Regions from separate parts of the Gossypium hirsutum genome. Here region 1 is linked to region 2. Evidence: chromatin contacts called from public Hi-C data. All regions are on one chromosome and are shown on one strand. Each heading gives the region's core, a stretch centred on a gene start, on an enhancer-like site or on the middle of the called end of the contact. The rest is flanking DNA. Distances are from core to core; before and after follow the strand shown. Region 1 holds the start of LOC121224682 (lysM domain receptor-like kinase 4). Region 2 holds the start of LOC107945668 (anthocyanidin 3-O-glucosyltransferase 5).

The links. Hi-C and Micro-C count contacts between places; a contact is called where the count stands out from the background.
Region 1: a contact with region 2 is called in a Hi-C map of leaf, with 2.4 times the contacts expected there. The contact joins the promoter of LOC121224682 here to the promoter of LOC107945668 in region 2. A contact is called at or near these places in 2 of 34 Hi-C or Micro-C datasets (both in leaf).

What each region holds. Positions count from the first base shown.
Region 1 is chrD12:12,502,738-12,507,934 of Gossypium_hirsutum_v2.1, reverse strand. It overlaps LOC121224682 (lysM domain receptor-like kinase 4), which reads right to left and starts at 2,003. Exons shown (of 1, transcript XM_041108486.1): 1 at 1-2,003. The coding sequence starts at 1,835.
Region 2 is chrD12:12,295,860-12,301,523 of Gossypium_hirsutum_v2.1, reverse strand. It overlaps LOC107945668 (anthocyanidin 3-O-glucosyltransferase 5), which reads left to right and starts at 2,463. Exons shown (of 1, transcript XM_016879757.2): 1 at 2,463-4,294. The coding sequence starts at 2,757. The coding sequence ends at 4,202.

The DNA.
Region 1 (5,197 bases), core at 754-3,253, 210 kb before region 2:
AAGGGTTCTTCTGATCGCTGTGCATCCAGTTGAATTCTCAACAGATATGAAACTACTTCAGCCATGCTCAGTCTGCTTTCTGGTTCTTCTGCCAAGCAGTTGATGCTCAATTTCAACATCTGGCGTGCAAGTTTCATCCAGAGGTGTCCTTTCAGGTTAGGATTGATTATGCGATCAATTTCAGCATCTGCATTCTCTCCTTTCATAATTGTTAGTATTCTTTCTGATAATAGTACTTCCTTTTCATCCTGCATAAAAACTGCTGGCTTTCCTGTAATCAGTTCCAGCAGAAGAACCCCAAAGGCATATATATCCATCTCAGGTGTCACCAAGCCATACTCAATGTATTCAGGTGCCTTGTAACCCTTTGTTCCGAGATAACTCCACATCGATGATTTTCTGCTATCTTCTCTTTCTGCTGATCGTGCTAGACTGAAGTTTGAAATCTTGGCCCTCAAATCTCGATCAAGCAGCACGTTGTCACTACAAATATCTTTATGCACATATGCTGGAGTGGTGAAGTTGTGAAGATAATGAAGCCCATTAGCAACATCTAAAGCAATATGAATTCTATAACCCCATACCTGGAATTTCTGGCAACTCTTGTTTTGAAGCCATTCTTTTAAAGAACCATTCTCCATGAACTCATAAACAAGGTAAAAGACACCAGAGTGCTCACAAGCCCCACGAAGGCTTATTAGATTGAAATGATTAATCCTTTGCAGCAAGCTTACCTCTTTATCTACAGCTTTGCTCATTTGTTTTATGGCTAGCAATTCTCCCTTGAGAACACCTCGATAAACAGAGGCACCCATCTTGTATTTGTTGCTGAAATTTTCTGTAGCCGCCTCTAGATCTTTGAAATCGTAAACTTTCAAATTTTGATCTATGCTCACCAGAACATCATTAGGTAACTCCCATTTCTTTCTCTTATCTTTTCTGGCAGCCTCCCTAGTTTTCTTATGATGTAAAAACATCAGCAGCAGCAAAAGGAAAAGTACCAGCAAGGGAACTCCGATTGCAAGCCAAACAGTGAATCTTTTCCTTGAGGGTTTGATCACATCTATTGGAGTGGTGGGTGAAGAAGCGGGTGGTTGTTGAAAGTGAATTATAGTTTGAGAGCTTGAAGGTTTGGTTGACAATGGAACCAGAACTGTTGTAAAGGGAAAAATAAGTGCGTCATCTAAATCAATTCCGTTTGCATCACCAACACTTTCCATACTAGCATTGAATCTCTTACTGATATCATGGATGGTGTCTTCCCAATGAACCACATAAGTCATTAGAAATTTAATACCATTTAATGTTTGATTTCTTGTGGGACAAGCACATCTAAGTGGTACTTGTAAAACCGAACCAACTTGCAAGCCTGAATCACTATTCTCCTTACTAAGAGACTTGCAGGTCGACAACCCTTGATAGGTATTGTTGGCAATCGAAAAATAATCGACTTGCTTACTTGGAATGATGTAAGAAGTGTTGGCTTGATAGTACTGACCTGAACAAGAACAATTCACTGGAACAATCACCTCTTTGTTTGCAGGGAAGATTGTAGAAAGTGAAATATTGTTGATGTGTGCAAGCTCCAATGGATCTGCAGATGTAAGGTTCGAGATGGTTGAGATTGAGTCATAAGGAGGATAAGATTTGAATATCAGAAAGGCCTGACAAGATGGCTTTTCACCATTGCAAGTGTAAAGAAAGGCTGAAGATGAGCCTGTTTCATCATTTTCGGAACAATTCAATATTGAGTTTCCTGAGTAGCTTTGCTGAGCATGGAACTTATGCATGAAAACACATAATAATATGAAGAAACCGAACCGAAACTGATCCATGACAGGAAGAAGGGAAAACCGAAAGTGTTTAGATAGATTAGAGAAACAATAACATGGTTGCAAAGATGGAAGAAAAAAGGTTTTGTTGACTTGAATGTGCTAATTGTTGGAGTCTTCCAGGAAGATCAACTGCTGAGGCGCTCAAGATTATTTAAGATTAGGGGGAAATTCAAGCATGATGATTGGACTAGGCCAACTCTGAATGGATTGAAAATGACACAAAAAGTTAAAGAAAACGAAAGTAGGAATCATCAAACAGTGTTGAAAATTTCCTTGGGTGGGAAAACCGAAGGTTAACAAACAGAAATACAGTGGCTGTTTTGGATACAGGAATCATGAAAATGATGGGATGAAATAAGATACAAAGGAAAAATAATTGAATCTGTCCATGTCTGATGATGGCGGCTAAAAGTTGGGAATATTGTAAAAAAAAAAAAAAGGATGTCAAAGCAAAACGAGTTTTGTTCCCACTATTGGATGAGAATTAAGTTACTGTTTTAAACAAGATATGAAACACGATTCATATATAGGATTTCATTGTTCATCGTTCATTGTTCACCCTATTTGTCGCCATAGCTGATGAATTCCTCACATCTTATGCGCTTGTTTTTGTTCATATTATGAGAAACAATCTTAGGGCCCTTGGGTTCACAAGTTGAACTCAGTGCCGCACGTTTTCTTATCAAACGCGTTAAAGCAATTGTTTGGATTGCAAATGAAAAATTCCAAAACCCATTGGTGCTACTTTTTCTGACCGGAGGAAAAAGCTCCGGTGCTTCCACGGTGAGAAATAAAACGTTTTTATTTGACAAAAATACCCTTTTTTTCATTTATGATCCTTTTTTTTACCCTTCGTTAAAAGTTTGTGATACATATTAAAAATATCGAAGTAGATATTTTAAAATTTTATCTTATGTGTGAAAATAATACTTCACATGATTATAATGAGATTAATTAACTATAAAAATAATTAAAATATTTATCATTTAATATAAAAATTAATATAAAATGATTATATAATTAATTTAAAATTTTCTATTGTACATCATTTTTAATTTATTGTCCTTAATAGTCATTTTCTATTTTTACCTCACTGATATACTTGTGTTTGAATCTAAACATATACCTCCACAACGGATTTTAATCTTACTGCTACAGTATGTAATTTTACCACTATAGTAACTAGTATCACTGCCATCATTGTTTTTAATCCCACCAGAGGCAAACACACCGTTCATTCAAAAAAAGTTTTAAGGGTAGCTTTAGGGGCGAAACCAACAACTTTTTTTAGGGGTCGAAATTAAATTGTAATTTTTACGATAGCAAAAATTATAATTTCACCATTTTAATAACCTACATCTTTATAATTTTGAAAGGATTAAATCAAATTTTATATTTTTAGGGGGGCAAAGTGCAATTTTACCTTTTCTTATTTAAAATTTTAAAAATTTTAAAAGGCCTAAATGAAAATTTTTCCATTTTAGTGGGGTCGGGGCCCTGCTAGCCCCCCAGTTTCGCCCCTAGGTAGCTTCTTTTGGATGGATAGTAAGCTTAAAAACAGAGGTAGTGGTGAGATTGATTACTGTAACTGTAAGATTGAATAATGTATTAGTAAAATTAAAATCAACGGTGAGATATGTGTTTGGATTTAAACACAACTATGACAGTGAGGTAAAAATAAAAATTAACTATTAAGGACAAGTGTATATAATAAAAGTTTTAAATTATTTAATTTCTATAAAATTATTAAAAATTTATCCAATTATAATTTTATGAATCTTTTATAATTTTGTCTTTATATTATCGATGTAAATTATTTATTGCTTATTTAAGTAATCATTTACATTATTAGTAAGTAATTTATAGTTATTTTTAATTATTAACATATAAAATTTTAATACTAACATTTTATATATAAATCTTTTAATTAATGGTTGAACTCCCGTTTGAAATTTTGAACCAATGGAACTTCTTATTACCTTTTTGTCTTTTCGTGAGTAAACAATATGGTTTAATACAATGGGATGAAAAAGGACAAAAAAAAAAACGAAGGTCAAATTTGTCATATGAATTGGAGGTTTCAACTCCAGTGAAAAAAAGGGAGGTTGAGTTGCCAAACCGCACTGCACTGGTTTTAACCAAACGCTAGTTGCAAAGCCCGTGAAACCAACTGAAACGTGCGTTCGGTGGCATCCAAAGGCAGCCTGGTCAGCTTGTGATTTCGTAAGAACTTAAAAAAAGACAACTAGTCTGTTTCTTTGGAATTCTAGGCAAAATCTAAATCTTGTGATCTTCAGAAATTCTTTCATAAGTTGATGTTGGTCGCCATGGTTTTTATATATATTTACATACAGACGCTTTCAGCAGCTTAAGCTTGAAGGTCCTGTAAACCATGACAGTATATATATATTAAAGATGAAAGGGACAACTCAAAGTCATTATGTCATCAATGGGGGAGGATTCATTGGTTTGACTTTATTAAGGTGGTTGCTCTTTCATCAAATGAAACTGTGATAACCACCATAAACTTCCAACTTTCAAACCATTACGCAATGGATTCTAATATTCCCATGATATTCTTTTGCCGTTGAAAGTCAGGACTATTATTATAAAGCAAATGGAGCAAGAACCTTCTTTCATGTTCAATTATTAGTAAAGAATACGACTTCTGACTCAGTCAATCACCCAAGTTTCTCTGCCAAGATACAATACTGGAAAGAAGAATAAGCAAGCTATACCAAACCAATAACCAAAGCAATGGCAACCACATTGACAATTCTAATCCTCCGATTTCTGTTACCATAAGTAAACTTGCAATTACAAGACACGAGATGCCGGGTACAATGTCTCTCGCAATCTCTCAGCCACCCAATCAAGTGCAACAACGAATAGGATGAAACGAGAAACTGTTTACAAACAACAGACGTTGTTTATCAAACAGGAGATGTGAAACAGTCATATACTATCACCACATTTGTATTAACAACCAACTGATATGTTAAATTCTTGTCTCTAACCTGGAAACGTTTGAGGAAAAAACAGGTTTGAAGCAATGGTAATAAATGCAATCTAACAACCAAATTGCCCCTGCAACATTTGCTGAGAATTTGTTAAGTATGACTCATATTTCAGTTAAATTTGAGAAATAATATTTTAGTTAAACTCTATTTATTTGTTTCAATCAAAACCTGATTAGTCAAAATTATTTTATTATTATTTAACCTATGAATTTAGCCTATAATTAGGCTCTTTTACAACCTTAGAAAATACACCCATTAAGAGATTAGAACTCATAACACTTTTAGAGAATTTTGTGTTTACGTTTTGAGGGTTCTTTATTTTTTGGGCTTCGGGATTTAGTT
Region 2 (5,664 bases), core at 1,214-3,713:
GGTCTAAAGAGCGGGGCAGAGGGGCATATTTAGCTTAGGTTTCTTTTTTGCTTTGTTAAGATGAAATAGCTGCTGATTTTAGGGTTTGGAGGTTGGTATTTATTGTGTGAAAAACGACGCCGTTTAAGGCCGGTTTCGGTGGCCTTAAAACGGCGCCGTATTGGCCATATAACCCGCGCGTGTGACCCGACTCGGGGAGGATCCGCGCATTTTTGTTGTGTGGTTTATTTGCGCCTTTGATCCCTCCTTTTTACTCCGCCTTTTTAATTTTATTTTTTTCTGTAAATTTCTCGGATGAATTTTGAACCTGTTTCAATTCAGTCACACATAAAACGCTGCATTTTGGAAGGGAGGGAATATTTCCCACTCGGCCCCCCATATAATTCGCGCGTTGCGATATAGTCCCCCGTTTTGTTTTAATTACATTAATTTCTTATTAATTTAGATCTAATTGTGATTTAACCCTTTTTTTACATTTGTTTTTTTATTAATTTATTAATTATTTTGTTACTATTATTAGTATATACGTATGTTATTTACATTATTATTGTTTTTTCTCATATATTATTTATCTAAATTAATATATGTATATATCTTTATGTATTTTGATATAATACTTATTTTTAAATTTATTGGGACACTATTATTTTATGAAATATTTGCTTTTAAATTGTATTTTTTTATTATTTATTTCAAATTTTCAGTTATATATTATTTATTTTAAATTTATATAATTTCTTTTCTTTTGTTTTTTAGTTATTTCAAATTTGTACATGGGGTAGGTGTTTGTATTAATTCGCTGGTTTCTTAGTATTTTATTATTATTATTAGCTTTTAAATGTTAATGTTCATATTTACATGTGATGTGAGATTATTGTCTTTATGTGTTTGGCATTGTTTATTGGTATTTATCGATTATTTGTATTCATTAACATATATTATGGTTTATGAGTTATCGTCTGGTTGTACATTATTATTCAATCGTTTTTGTTCATTCAAAAGATTACAAATGTTAAAGTTATTTCATACAAAAGTTTTCAAAAATAACGCAATACTCGACATTTAGGATCTTCGAAAGGATTAAGCCCTAACGTATTGGGTTCCAATTCTCTTCGTTGAATCTAAATAATCGAGGATATGCTTAAATTAAAACATAAATAAAAAGGTCATTCTCGAGAATTCGATACGTGCTGTCCTAACGCATTGGATATGACATATTGTTCTCTCGAGACGAGGATTTTTTCTAATAAATGAATAAAGGCAATATTTGATATTTAAGAATTTTGTGAAATTGAACCCTAACTTACTGAGTTTTGATTTTCTCATTTGACCCGAATAATCAAATATCCTTCTCAAATGCATGGGTTTTAAAAGTTAAAAGATAAACTTAATTTTGAAGATTAAAAATGTTGCACCCTAACTCACTGGGTGTGACATTTTATTTCTTTGAAATAAGAGTGTTTTATTATTCAATTTATTCAAGTTAAAATGATCGTATTTTAAAATCTTTTCAAAATTTTGACATTAAGACATTAAACGATCAATTCGGTACCAATTTTGGGCGTCACGAGGGTGCTAACCCTTCCTCGTGCGTAACCGACTCCCGAACCTGTTTTCTCAAAATTTGCAGACCTAAAATTATTTTTAAGGTAATCCGATCACACCTCAATAAAAGATCGGTGGCGACTCCCAATTTTCATATTTAAGTTGACAACTAAAATTTTTTTAGAACGATGGTTTCAACAAATATAATATAAAAAAGTTTTAACATCAAGAATGAACCTTGACAGAAGGTTGTTCAAATTTAATGTAGACATACTTTTTAGTTCTTTTATATATATATATATTTCTATAAATTTAGAGATTTTTAGTTCTTTTATATGTTTATATATTTTTATAAAATTATAAATTATAAATTTTTATTAATTTATATATTATAAATTTTTATATGTTTTCTAAAATATTGTAATTCTTTTATATTTTAATAAATATATATTATATATATTTATAACAATAAAACTTAAAATTAATATTTTATAAAAAATAAAAATATATATATGAACTTACTAAAAATATCTCAACAACCATATGTTCATATTCATTCTTGATGTGAAAAATTATATTTTTTATTAATATATATTTATATATTTTTTTATTTAATCTATGTCTGCCATGTGGATCAACTTGGATCTTCGACATTAACCATCAGACTAACTTGGATCTAAGATATATTTTTCTACTTGTCGATGATACTGTTCCACTGTATCGATTATAGAATCGTCGCTTAGAGCTCGTTAATTGAATTTTTTTAAAAACAATTAATAACTAGTGAATTAAATAAAAAAATATTCAAATAGTTGAATGATTGAAATAAAAAATTTTAAATAGTCAAACAATTATTTTATAACTTTTTAAAATTTAATACTATAATTTAAAAAAAACAAGCCTAAACGAGTAAAAAGGAAAAATAGTGAGATCAAAATTTCTGTTGATATACATCCGTTAGCTACACCTTAAATTATTGTGAGTCAATCATTATACTTAGAAAAGGATATCCATTGTGTGGTGCAAAATTGGACTCTTCTTACTTGGATCAACCTTTTATAGCAATGAACTAATCTAGAAGGACAGATGTGGGCTTAAGAATAGATAATTTGAAAACGAATATAATTACATGAAATTTAAAATCTGGTGTAAACACTCCAAAATACCACTTGTAAACTAAAATCAGTCTCTAATACCATGACTTTTCTTCAATGCTGGCTCTTGTTTTTGTTTCAGACATGGAAAGTGAAATGGAGACTCACGTAGTACTGTTATCAAGCCCTGGTTTAGGCCACCTTACTCCAGTCCTGGAGCTTGCAAAGCGCCTAGCCACTCTGTCTAATTCCAAGGTAACCATCTTCGTTGTTCCTTCACTATCAGCCGCAGAATCTCTGGTAATCCAATCGTTTATGAGCCTGAACCTATGTCGAATCATCCTTCTCCCACCACCCGATATTTCTCACCTTGTCCATGCTGATGCCGCGGTGGTTACTCGAATAGCTGTTATTATGCGTGAAATTAAACCAGCTTTTTCATCTGCTGTCTCTGCTTTGAGTGTCCCTCCAACACTTTTCATTGTTGATTTATTCGGATATGAAAGTATGGACTTCGCTGATCAATTTAAGATTCCCAAGTTTGTTTACATCCCCTCGCATGCAGGGTTTCTTGCTTTGACTTTATATCTTCCGGTTCTCGATGAGGTTGTCAAGGGAGAGTATGTTGATGAAAAGGATGCTTTGTTTATCCCCGGATGTAGGCCTCTTCAACTTGAAGATGTAGTAGATCCAATGTTATGTCGATCTGATCAGCAATACTTGGAATATTTAAATATGGGGATTAAGATCCCAATGGCTGATGGGATTTTGCTTAACACATGGGAGGAGCTGGAACCAGCAACGCTTGCTGCTTTGAGAAATGATAAGCTCTGGGGTGGTATCAGCAAGGCTCCAATCTATCCAGTTGGGCCCACGGTAACAACGCCAAACAGACCAATTGACTCGAATAAAAGTGAAATGTTTCTTTGGCTAGACAAGCAACCGAGTGAGTCTGTTTTGTACATATCATTTGGGAGTGGGGGGATATTGACAAAGGAGCAAATGAGAGAGTTGGCTTTGGGCTTACAGCTAAGCCAACAAAGGTTCATTTGGGTGGTCCGAACACCAGTTGTTGCAAAATCCTGTGATGGGTCATTTTTCACCGTTGGAAATGACTGCAATGATGAAAGATTAGCAAGCTATTTGCCTGAAGGATTCTTGGACTGGAGCAACAATATGGGATTGATAATCTCTGATTGGGCTCCACAGGTTGAAATTTTAAGGCATCAATCAGTTGGGGGATTTTTGTCGCACTGTGGGTGGAATTCGACCTTAGAAAGTATCACCCATGGAGTACCCTTGATAGCTTGGCCCCTATATGCAGAACAGAGAATGAATGCTACTTTGTTGGTAGAAGAGCTGAAAATAGCAGTGCGATCCAAAACATTGCCATCAAAGGAAATTGTAGGAAGAGAGGAGATAAAGTTGATGGTGAAAAGGCTAATGGTTGATGAAGAAGGCCATACAATGAGAGCTAGAGTCAAACAATTAAAATTGAGTGGAGAAAAAGCTTGGAATCACAATGGTTCTTCTTTTAAAGCATTAGCTCAATTAATGCGTTAAGCTTTGCTTTATCTATTAAACTATATTCTGAGTCTCTTAATAAACCTTGTGCTACTTTTATATGCTTTGGAAGAATAACACACTTTGTACTACTTTTGATTTAGCGAAACACAATTTAATTAAATATAAAAAATATATTCAAACATAAATCATAATGTGTACCAACTTCAAAATTTTAGAATCTCAGCTTCTATCGATAATACTAAAACATTATCTAAAATTAAAATTGAAGTTACAAATATGTTAGAAGTTTTTTTTTTTGGATGAAATGATAAATTATGGATTCTAATGTCAATTAAATTCAATTTTAAACTAGGTTGAATAAGTAATTTTAAATAAGTATGACAATGAAAGTAAATAACTAAGTAAGATTGACAATATAAATATCATATTGGTGGGCATTTCTGTAACACCCATTCACCCGAGTCAAATCAATAATCCAAGTGAAAGGGTGTCACTTTTTAAGACTTATACATGATTTAAACACAACTTGTTTTCAAAGCATTTCACTAACTACTTAACACCTTCATTACCTAAGTAAATGTCACATTACTTTTCATAAACTGAAATTCATACTTTACCATCTTACTTTGTTGATGAGATGTGATTCGATAAGCCACTCATAAACCCTTCCCACATGGTCACTTTCTACACATTGCTGGTTAGAAATAACACATTAAGTTTCATGAAAGCTTAGTAAGTACTTTTGTGAATCATACGCTTAACTAAGTATTCAATATAAATCTCATCATATCACATTAATTTATTTTTAACACTTTTATTCACATTATGTCTTATTATAATTTATTTTTAACACTTTTATTCACATTATGTCTTATTATAATCTTTTCACTATTATACTATTGAGCACTTAATCAATGAAACAAGTCACAAATTTAAATATTTGCCTGTCAACAATTGCACATATTTAATTCACTTCACATGCCTAGTTCAATTCACGAGCTTATTCACTTCACATAACAATTTTGCTTCAGGTAGTCCTTAGTAAGCAATAGAGGACTAAGAGGGATACACGGAATAGTCAAGGCACATAAGTGTTAATATCAAGCGCACCGAAATATGAATATCATGTGCATCGAAATGGGAATATTAGACGCACCGAAGTGTGAATAACAGGAGAGCACTCGAAAATTCCTATGCATGCTAGCTATATCCCTCTAATTCCATTTTATTTACTAGAGCCTTCGCACATTCTTGTGAACATTTCTTTTAAATTCATGTTAGGTTTGCACTTTTTGTTTAATTATACACAAATCTATTACTATCTTCACTTAATCAACTTATAAAATTTATAATCTTTTACCATCATCTTCACATATCTTATCATTTAATCCACTTATAAAAATTTGTAATCTTTCACTTTCTTCACATATCACATTCACTTGCAAGTTTACTTAATCACTTAACACTTTCACTTGAGTATGAATTTTCAAGACTTATA